Regions from separate parts of the Gossypium hirsutum genome. Here region 1 is linked to region 2. Evidence: chromatin contacts called from public Hi-C data. All regions are on one chromosome and are shown on one strand. Each heading gives the region's core, a stretch centred on a gene start, on an enhancer-like site or on the middle of the called end of the contact. The rest is flanking DNA. Distances are from core to core; before and after follow the strand shown.

The links. A called contact is a pair of places that touch in the nucleus more often than the background predicts.
Region 1: a contact with region 2 is called in a Hi-C map of leaf, with 2.2 times the contacts expected there. The contact joins the promoter of LOC107954560 here to the promoter of LOC107954562 in region 2. A contact is called at or near these places in 9 of 34 Hi-C or Micro-C datasets (callus, leaf and petal).

Annotation. Positions count from the first base shown.
Region 1 is chrD07:26,533,139-26,538,341 of Gossypium_hirsutum_v2.1, reverse strand. LOC107954560 reads right to left here and starts at 3,134. Exons shown (of 9, transcript XM_016890158.2): 1 at 2,724-3,134; 2 at 2,572-2,638; 3 at 2,402-2,479; 4 at 1,997-2,049; 5 at 1,159-1,242; 6 at 218-270; 7 at 63-127. The coding sequence starts at 2,975.
Region 2 is chrD07:26,369,445-26,374,882 of Gossypium_hirsutum_v2.1, reverse strand. LOC107954562 (zinc finger protein ZAT9) reads left to right here and starts at 2,149. Exons shown (of 1, transcript XM_016890160.2): 1 at 2,149-3,807. The coding sequence starts at 2,424. The coding sequence ends at 3,536.

The DNA of each region.
Region 1 (5,203 bases), core at 1,885-4,384, 160 kb before region 2:
CTCAGCCATACAAATGCTGAAAATAATTCAATGAACCTAATTGAGAGAAAGTACTTGAATACCTGCTGCTTGTCTTTCAATCTTATAAGCTGACTGAATTACACTTCGGATCTGCTTGCCCGCTTGCCTGAAACAAAATTGAATATGTCCAATGGCAATAATTAGCCTCAAGAGGCAGAAGTTAACATTACACTGCACTTCATTTGAAATTACAAACCTGAGTTTTGTCTGGCCACGGATCAGCTCGTCTTCGGCTACTGATGCACTTCGCTGGAAGCATAAATTTATGAAATATATTTCATATATGCTTGATTAAAGGACTTAAGTTGATCTAGGGAAATGATCCACTATAATTTGTGCAATACACATTTCCTAATGATATTCTAATGTACATTAAAGTTTTACCAAATAGGAACTAGAAGTCAATGTAATTCCAGGATGTATATTAAGAACAAGAAACTTTTGAAGTGGATATATACATCACCGCATGAACAGTTTGTTGGATAAAAGCTGTTTGAAAAGTCATTTCAGCAATTTAGATACTTTTCAGTTCCTGGGGATTACCGATTCCCATTGAACACACAACCCAAAGCACTAATTAAAACAGCTCAAGTATACCTTAGGAAACAGTGAATTCTCTATTCTCATCAACATTTCATTCTTACCTTTAGATTATTATTAAAAAAAGAAAGAAAAGCTATAACTTATGTGTTTAACACAGAAGAATTCTAGAATCAGCCGAAACCAAGAGTATAAGTTCTGTACCACTGATGAACTTTCATGCATAAACTATGTACTTTTTAGGATAAGTGTATTTAACAATCCAATAAGCAGAAAAAATCCTGCTATTGAAAAACCAGCACAAACCAGAGGAAGATAATATTTGCTTCTTGGTTCAAAATCCTAATTTTCTGAAACAGCCAGTTTGTAGAGATATCAGGGAAAATAAAATAGAAAACCTAAATTTTACATCACCAAGAATAGCCTATAAAACAACACTAGAAGACGGAGTAGATATGCTGAACTATACACCAGTGGCTAGATACTGTACATAGAACAGATGTCCAAAATAATAAAAACATGAAACAACAGAGGCACATGATAATAGAATGCTTGCCAATAATTTTCATCAGTTAAATCTAATGGGGAAAATGTTACCTCTAACTTCTCACTTTCAGCCTTGAGACGGTCAATTGATTGTCTCAGTTCCTTTACTCTAATATCAGCTTTGGAAATCAAGGACTGCAACAACAAATAGTAGGACATAAATGATAGTGGCTTTAAACTGATAAGATGTTTAATGACTGTTGCCAACTATAATGAGCTTTCTTTTTTTGGTTCAAAATAATCTAATAAATTCAGAAAGATGCTTCCTGAACTGAGTGATTGTGTCGTAAACAGTAAAAACTGATTAAAACATCACTGCATGGACCATGATGTGCAAAAAGAAATAGAAGATCCAAAAAACAGTTTGGGAGGCATTCATTCAAGCAATATGGAAGAAGAAGCTAGAAAAAGCTCCTCCAACATTACTACAACAAGCTGTTTCAACTTTCCCTTGACATATCAAAATTCTACTACCTTCTATGCTGCAAACTTAAATAATCCTTAGAGTTGATACAAATTTGGGATAGCCATTTGTTTCCATACTTTTACCATGAAAAATGAGTATGATTGCAAGTAGGTTAACAGATTTGAACTTTCAGGAAGAAAATGGAATTCAAGATTCTGTTGCAGGTAGGTATGGATTTCACTCTTTGAGAAATTGTAGTTTATACAGACCTAACATTCCAATGTCCTGGGAGGGTAACTTTTTGCATGTAGTTAGAAATCTCATTCATGTCCTTTTCTAAAATCCAAAATGAGAATAAGTAGTGTGTCTTCCAGAATCCAAATTGAGTATATGTATTTATTAGCTAAATAAACCCACCAACAAAAAGGACAGAAAGGGGACTCAATAAATCATAACGTATAAGGCGAACGATATTTAACTGACCTCTTCGCTCTGAAAAAGACGCAAAGTCTTGTAATACAGTAAATGTCTTGGCCCTGGACATTGCAACAACTACAAGTAAGAAGATGCAGAGAATTGCTTAATATGTCATTTAAGGAATTAAGCAAACTTGGCACTTGCAAGGCTGGGAATCGTAAACCTGCAAGTTCTCTAAGGAACAACTTTATCAAGACCCCTTAACAATTCTAAAACACTTAAACTAATCATTAAAATTGGTCATGACAAACAACACCAGACCATAGAAAGAGCTAGTCTCAATGAATAGCGAGTTATGCATATACATTTGCTCGTACAATTACATGGTAGCATCATTTTCATCATATACAAAAAGGATAGAGACGGTTTTAATTGATGCCCATTGTTGCATATACAACCTAGGAACCATACTTTTAAGTACCAGGAATCCCAAGCCAACAGCAGCACCGCCGGTGATCAATGGATTCGAAGCTGCAATATTAATCCCCTCTGCAACAAAAATGTGAAACCTCAAAACCGAAAATTAATTCTTCAAGTTACAAGCAGAACGTGCATGGATTGAATGGGTTGACGGAACAGACCTTTAACTTTGCCGAATGCCAAATCCTCGTAAACATCAAGTTGTGATTTGACATCTTTAAGTGACTCCTAGCAATTTAAAAGTATATAATAAAATAAAATAAATTTCCCCTTCTCCTAATTCTCGGCTAAAAAGAGAGAGAGAGAAGCGTACAATGGTTAGATTAAAATGAGCTGAGGAGGTGGAGCGAATTTCTGAAAGTCGAGATCTAGAAGCTTTGATAGCGTCGTTAACGTTCTGTTCGATGATCTTCTGGTATAGAAGAGCTTGCTCCACAGCGGAATCGATCCATGGAGTGACTTGTTCGGGAGCATTCGATTCGCTTTTAGAAGGGAAATCGCTGGGCGGCGATGGTGGTGGATTAGGGTTTGGACTATCTTCTGGTGAATCAGAGACCGTTCCCATGGGTGGTAATTGTTTTGCTATCTCAGAAACTTTCTCCTGCCCAAATTAGTTTTGAGGGGCCAACCATACTAATCCCCGAATGTTCCATTTTACACTTGAAGGATCCGCTAGATAATCGGGTCAGTTTTACATAATGCCCCTTTACTTTTTTTAGTTAACACTTTAAATTGAAATATTCTTTTTAAATTTAAAATTTAGTTCCAATACTTTAATTTTGAGAAATTTACTCCTTTTGTTTTTTTAATTTAAGAATCTTGGTCCCTTCAATCTAATTTTACTATTAACTTAATGATGTCAAAGGTAAAATAACCTTTTTAGTCCTCAATATTTATATGTTTTGTCAAATTGGTCCTTTCCCTTTAAAAGAAAATATTATTATAAAAAATTATATTTAATTTTTTTCATATCTTAAACAAAAAATTTAAAATTTAAAAATTATATTAAAAAAATTATGGAAAAAATCTTTCAAACTAAAAAGTAAAAAAATAAAAATGAATTTTTAAAAAATATTTTAAAATTATAAAAAAACCCAAAATTCAATGATATTTAAACTAGACTACACCGGTTGGACTAAGAATCAGCTTACTTGTGAGAGGTAAAAAATGGTTAACTTGCAAACCGATATGGACTGGTTGAGCCAAGCCAAAAAGCCAATTGAATCGGTAGTTGATTTGGTTTTTATAATTTTTTTTTATTTTTAATAATTTATTTACTTTGAGCTGGTTGACTAATCGTTCTTGGAACCAACTGGTCAAACTAGTTTGAAATTGATTCAACTATCGATTCAACCGAGTTTTTAGCTTGGTTCAATTAGTCCATATTTGTACGCAAGTTAACCAGTTTTTTACCTCTCACCAAATCGATACCCCAAGTGCTTCTCGGTCCAACTGGTTCGACTAACTGGTTTGGTCCGTTTAGATAACATTGAATTTTAAATTTATTTTATATTTTTAATTTTTAAAATTTTAAATTTTAAAGAGTATTTTTCATAAATTTTTAATTTTTAAAAAAATATATTTTTAAAAATATGTTTTTATTGGTATTTTACTTAAATAATATTTAAAATAATTTAATTACCGAAATAGGTCACCCAAAATATTATTTACCAAAATGGAATGTTTTGAACAATAACACTGCGTGATGCTTGACAAACTCGCTGCACCACCTAACTTTTTCCCAAAATCATTAGGACATCATTAGGTCATCATCAATTTTTTTTTTAAAAGGAATTTCTTTGGTGCCGCCACTATATATAGTTGGCACTAGTTTGTACAAGGAATATCGGGTAATATATGGGTTACACGAGTTTAAAATTACACGAGTTTAAAAAGAATGTTATTTTTAAAGAGTGGAGGGGAGCTGTTAGGCGGCATCAGATTGAGTAAAAAAAATTGACTGGAAGTAAAAATAGGCTAAAAGTAGGCTTGGAAACAATAAAAAGTAAGGGTCAAAAAGGAGGAAAATAAGAGGACTCGTGACTGTAAAAAAATAAGTTTTTAATTGGTGGAGGGGCGTTGTCAGGCCACACCCACTTTTTACAGACAAAGCTAACCCATGAATGCATGTAAAGAAGAAAGCTGTAAAAAACAAGCTTGATTTATTACATGCATTCAATTTTCTTTAATTGTTCAACCCACTATAAAGGGTTGGTCCCCGCCATCCAAGCACCACCGGTTGTCTTTTATTATTATTATTATTATTATTATTATTATTATTATTAACAGCAATCAGTGGTGCATGGGAAGGGGAGACCAACCCTTTATAGTGGATTAAACAATTAAAAATTTTTTAATGCATGTAACAAATTAGGCATTTTTTTACTTCATTTTTTTTTACAGATTTCTTCTTTACATGCATTCATGAGTTAGGTTGTCTACAAAAAGTGGGTGCCGCCTGACAGTGCCCCTCCACAATTAAAAATTTATTTTTTTACAGTCATGGGTCTCTTTATTTCCTCCTTTTTCAGTCTTATTTTTTACTGTTTCCAAGCCTACTTTTAGCCTATTTTACTTTCAATCAATTTTTTTCTTACTCAGTCTGGTGCCGCCTGACAACTCCTCTTCACTCTTTAAAAATAACATTTTTTCATGCTCATGTAACTCATATATTACCCCCACTCTTTAAAAAAACCTGATGATGGTCTAATGATTGCCTAATAATTTTGGGGAAAAGTTGGGTGATGCCACTAGTTTGTCAGGCACCACTCGGTGTTACTATTCAAAACACTC
Region 2 (5,438 bases), core at 900-3,399:
TTTCTTCCCTCTCTCTGCAAAACTTTCCAGTTGAGACGAAACTTCCCCAACAGCAGGAAATAGCGTCCAAAGTGCAGCCATTTCTTTTTATGATTCCCTGAATATTATATGTCAGTGCGGAGGTTATTAAGCGCGTAGTGCAATGTGCTAGACCGAACCTTATTTACACCTGAATCAAACATTGACACACGGAAGCTTTGATAGACAATTTTAAGGGGCGTCCTCAATCAATTATGCCTTCATCAATTGGCTACTTTAACCTGGGCATGCAAGCTTTTGGATCTCACATCCATATCTTCCTTAACAAGCGGAAACCCAATAACATACGCAATCCCTTTACGATTTGTCTGAGCAACCATGGAAGTTGCTCCATATTTATCTGTAAAACTCAACACTTGAACTGCCTAGCTACAAATAGTATGACCCACCAGATTACACTAGTATCTTGTTATTGTCAATCTAAAACTAGCCAAGAAGACATCCCACATACCACTGTCGCTTACATTATAAATCTTCATACTAAATATATGGTTCCATTCAACATAAAGCAACAATGGTTAAAGCTCCTTTATCAACACCTCAATTATCAAGATTTAAACTATACTATTGTTAATATGTACCAAAAAATTAATAAATATATGATCATCTTTACTCATTTGCAAATATATTTATTTATTGCTTGAAATGGAATCAGTGAAAGAAGTTGAATCAGCTCTACCGTACTTCAACCTATACTTCTTCTACCAAACTAGCTATACTTTCTTTTTTATTATTATTTTTCGCATTTGCAGTTGCTTTGTGAGATTATAAGTTTTTAACCCTAAATTACCAAGGTTGAATATCAATTTTGGAGTCCACCTATAATAATATATATTTGGACCTTGTTTCATACCACTCCTGACTGTTGATTGGAATTATTAAAATGCCAATGATTATCAGATCAAGAATTGATCTTAGTCATATCACGAAATGGGAGATAGCAGTTGTGAGATGTTGGTGGGTCAGCAGATGGTCGATCGATGAATGTGATGTGTCATATTGATGCACTCAAGCCATGCAATGGAGCATGTACAAGGTTGAAGCTACTGCCGGTTAATACCAAAAAAAAAAAACGGAGGGGGGAGTCGGCCCTGTCGTACGATCATTTCACCCCATCTTCCTGTTAGGCCAAAAACCCATACGATGAAGAGATGTAGGGGTGGCCGATCAAAAGAGTAGTTTAATGCTCACTGCACTCGCCTGTAATGTCTGTCATTTCCAGCGACATGTTCTACTGGTCTCGGTCACGCCAGCTCCAGTCCCTATATCCACTTTGAATTGGTCTTAACCAGAGTGGAGAGACACGGTGTTAATGTGCCCCACAAAGATTTGAAACCAGATGCTTTTGGGCTAATGTTACAGCTTCATTTCAAATATCTAATACAAAGTGAAATTGAACATTATTAAATAGTTACATTGGGGTTATACTTATATTTCTGGTGAGCCCCACAAAAGACATGGATAAATGGGTGTAATTTACAATTAATGTGTAATTGATGTATGGACTAAGACCGGGTCTACCGAACCCTAACAAAACGGCATTTACTCTTCCTCCAATTTCCATAGAAAACTCCTTCCTCGATGGGATGGGAGGTTAGTTTCCCCCCACCCTCCATTTCTAATTTCCATCCAGTTTCAACCAAAATTTTAATTAAAAGAAGATCCATAATTAAAGGAAAACAAAGTTGACATTATACTGAATATTCCTATTTTGGTAAAAACCCAAAATCGGTTCTGCCGCCAAGCAACAGTGTCACTTAACCGATGCTCCCATTTTAATTGCTGTAAAAACTAAATTAAGTTGGTGCTGACCCGTGGACAAAGGTGTTAGAAGCTTTTAATTCCGTCACGGCTTACTTATGCTCATTTTTGTTTGGTAGAGGAGACACCTTGTGGTTTTTCATACTATGCTTCGTGGTTACAACAAACCAAACCACTGGTCCTTTTAATTTTGCAAAATTAGAGCATTTTCTGCGATGACAAAAATCCAATTGTTTTGGCGAGTGGTAAGAAAGGGCAATTTAGGAAGTTTAGATTAGGGAATAATTACGGAAACGGGCAAGTCTCGCATGTTACATGTCGCTCTTTCTTCCTTCATGCATACGCTTTTATTAAATCTTTATTTATTCATACTTTGCCGTTTTAAGAGACCCAAAAACTAATAACCCATTTTGTTATTTTTATTCTTAGTAAATATTTTTGAAATTTTTGTTGCATCTTTGTATGCATCTCTTGGTGGAGGAATGCTTGTCACCTACTCTTTTTTTAGTTTTTCAGTCCCTTTAAAACTTTCTCTCACAAGGGAAAGACGCAGCCCAGAGACATACACAAACCTTTAGAACTGTGTTTCCTCTGTTTATCCCATTCCTCCTTTTTTCTGGGCAATGGAGAAACATAAGTGTAAGTTGTGTTTCAAAAGCTTTGCAAATGGAAGAGCTTTGGGTGGTCATATGAGGTCTCATATGTTGAATCTTCCAATTCCTCCCAAACTTGCAGAACAACAACGATTGGGATTACCACGACCAGCGAATCAACTCAGCGAAGAGTCAGAGTCAGAGTCGGCTTCGGCATCTTATTCGTCGTCTTCATCGGAAGAAGAAGAAGGGGAGGAAAAAGGGCAGTTTTATGGGCTTCGAGAGAATCCAAAGAGAAGTGTTCGGTTGGTAGATCCTGAGTTTATTGATGCTGGCTCGGCTGTTCTTCAAGACAGGGAAAGTGAGACGGAGTCCTCTAAGAACCCAACTCGGAGACGATCTAAACAGACTCGGAGAATACTAGAAAACCATCAGCAACAAAGACAGGAACAACAAGAAGAAAGAAAGAAGCTTAAAGTTAACAACAGCAGCAGCAACAACAACAACAACAACCAAGTGAGCAAGACCGAGCCTTGGGCTGAGCCTGAACCGGTGAGTTCGATCTCCGACGCAACAACTGAAGAAGATGTCGCTTTCTGTCTTATGATGCTTTCAAGGGACCAATGGAAAAGCAAAGTACTCCATCTGGATGATGAAGAAGGCACAGAAATAGAAAAGTCCACGGAACAAAGTTACGAATTACAAGAGTACTTCAAATTAAGCAAGGTGAATAGAGCGACCCGAGGTAAGTACAAGTGTGAAACGTGTAACAAGGTTTTTAAATCGTACCAAGCACTGGGTGGGCACAGAGCGAGTCACAAAAAGATGAAAGCTTACTCACCACCGGCAACTCATGATTCAGAGTTGGAACCGGAAAATGTGGGTACTAGACCTAGTTCAATGACCGACAAGAAAATCCACGAATGCCCTGTTTGTTTTAGAGTCTTCTCGTCTGGACAAGCTCTTGGTGGACATAAAAGATCTCATGTGGTAGCGACAACTGAAACCCCTGTTAAAAGTTCCAAAAAGTTGGGAGATAGTTTCATAGATCTTAATCTCCCTGCTCCAATGGATGACGATGATGCTAGCCAAATTGAACTTTCCGCCGTCTCCGATGCTGAATTTGTCAACCATATCAAGTGAGGAACGGTGAACCATTTTTTGTTCGTGGCTTACAACAATGTTCGATCCAAATTCAAAAGGTAAAACCAACCAACTTTGGTTGCTTCCAGCTATTTTTGGCATCTAAGATTTTTCCTCTATAGTAAAACATAGGCTTGTAAGGCCTTTTTCTTGTTATTCATAGGCTGTTTCTACTCTATTCTAACTGTAATTCTTTTCTCTGAATTGTCTTTTACAGTTCTGTTCTGTTTGTAAAAAACCTGATCATTAATTTCACTGTTGGATTAGATCTTCTGGGTTTCCTTGACATTTTAATCCAGAGTAGCACTAACAAGCATTGTTGTTAATGGGTTGTCAATCAAAGCTTCCTACTTTTCTAAACCCAGTTTTGTTTTCTTTTTTTCCTCAATGCAAGAAAAGTCCTCAAAAGAAGGTTCTCAAAACACCAAGAAAATTTTCTTTTCACTTAAATAAAAAAAAAGGGTGGCTTCCATTTGGCGCTACTGAAAATTGTTACAAGTTCATCGAGTATTCTCTGCTTTCTGTTTTATGTTGCCTTACGTTTTTTTTTTCACAGCACATTCCATTCTGATGCCTTGTATTTTTTTCCCTCTGTTTGCTGTCTGAAACTGTTTCATGCTTTACCTACAAATCTGCTAAACCAGTACATTTGGTACAGAGATAATATTCAATTACTGTAATAGCCTTGAAGCTGAACTCGATTTACTATAAATACATTCCCATATTACAGAAAAAGAAGAAAGTAAAATAAATAAAAAAAGAAAAGAAAAATGGAAAGGAAAAGCAAAATCCCCTGTTTTTATTTTACTGAGAGAATAACGTGTCTGGGTTACCTTGGCTAAAGCAAAGTGTCCTACTTGACTCATGATCAGTGTAAAAAAGATATAGGAACTTCAGTCACAATGATTAATTTTAAAATAATATTTTTAACAATCCTTTTTTGAGATAGCTAGTATGGGTAGGTAGGCAATGAAAGGGTTGGGGGCATGCCTCCAAGCAATGCAATTCCAAGGCAGTTAGAACGTAGAACAACTTTATTATTATTATTATTTCACGGGAGAAGAGAGTGCTTAAATGACTTAAGTAGATGCTCATTGCCCCCATTAGAAATTAGTGAGATTGAAGGGAGTAGGACCGGCGTGACAATGTGCTGTCTTTCGAGCAGTGGTTACTTTATAACAGATGGAGCTCAATCTGACAGATGAGATGAGTGTGCAATCTGGATTCTGATGAATCCACGCTTACAAACATGAAACAGCATAACTTGGCTTGTCTTATTATTATTGCTGCTCCTATTGATGATGATGGAGTACTATTAGTATACCAATTTTTGGGCAAATTACACATAAAAGTCATATTTTTTTAAAATTTATCGAAATAGGCCCGATATTTTATTATTTATTGGAATAGGTCATTTTCTCCGAAATCGCGTCCACGTCAGCGCGATGTCAGGGGACGTGTTAGCAAATCGCGTCCACGTCAGCGCGATTACTTATGTGGCAACAAATCGCATCCACGTAAGCACGATTTGCTGACGTGGAAGCAAATCGTGCTTACGTGGACGCAATTTAAGCCGCACGTGAACAGTACCCACCAGTCAAAAAATTGACCGTTTATTTTTTTAGCTTGGAAAACTTTGAAAGGCCATAACTTTTGGCTCGGTTGTCCGATTGAGACGATTTTTTTTATTTCGAATAACTTTTCAAGATCAACGCGCTGACAAACAGCCGAAGGCGGTTTGCCGCAGTTTTCGTCGAAAAAGATCCTTTTTTACCTCTAAATTTTGATTATTTCGGTTTAAAATTGAATTTTGAAACATTCAAATCATTATTTTCCTTATTTATTTGAAGTAAACATCGGATTTTTTTACAGAATTGTTGTATTTTTTTTTTATTTGACATG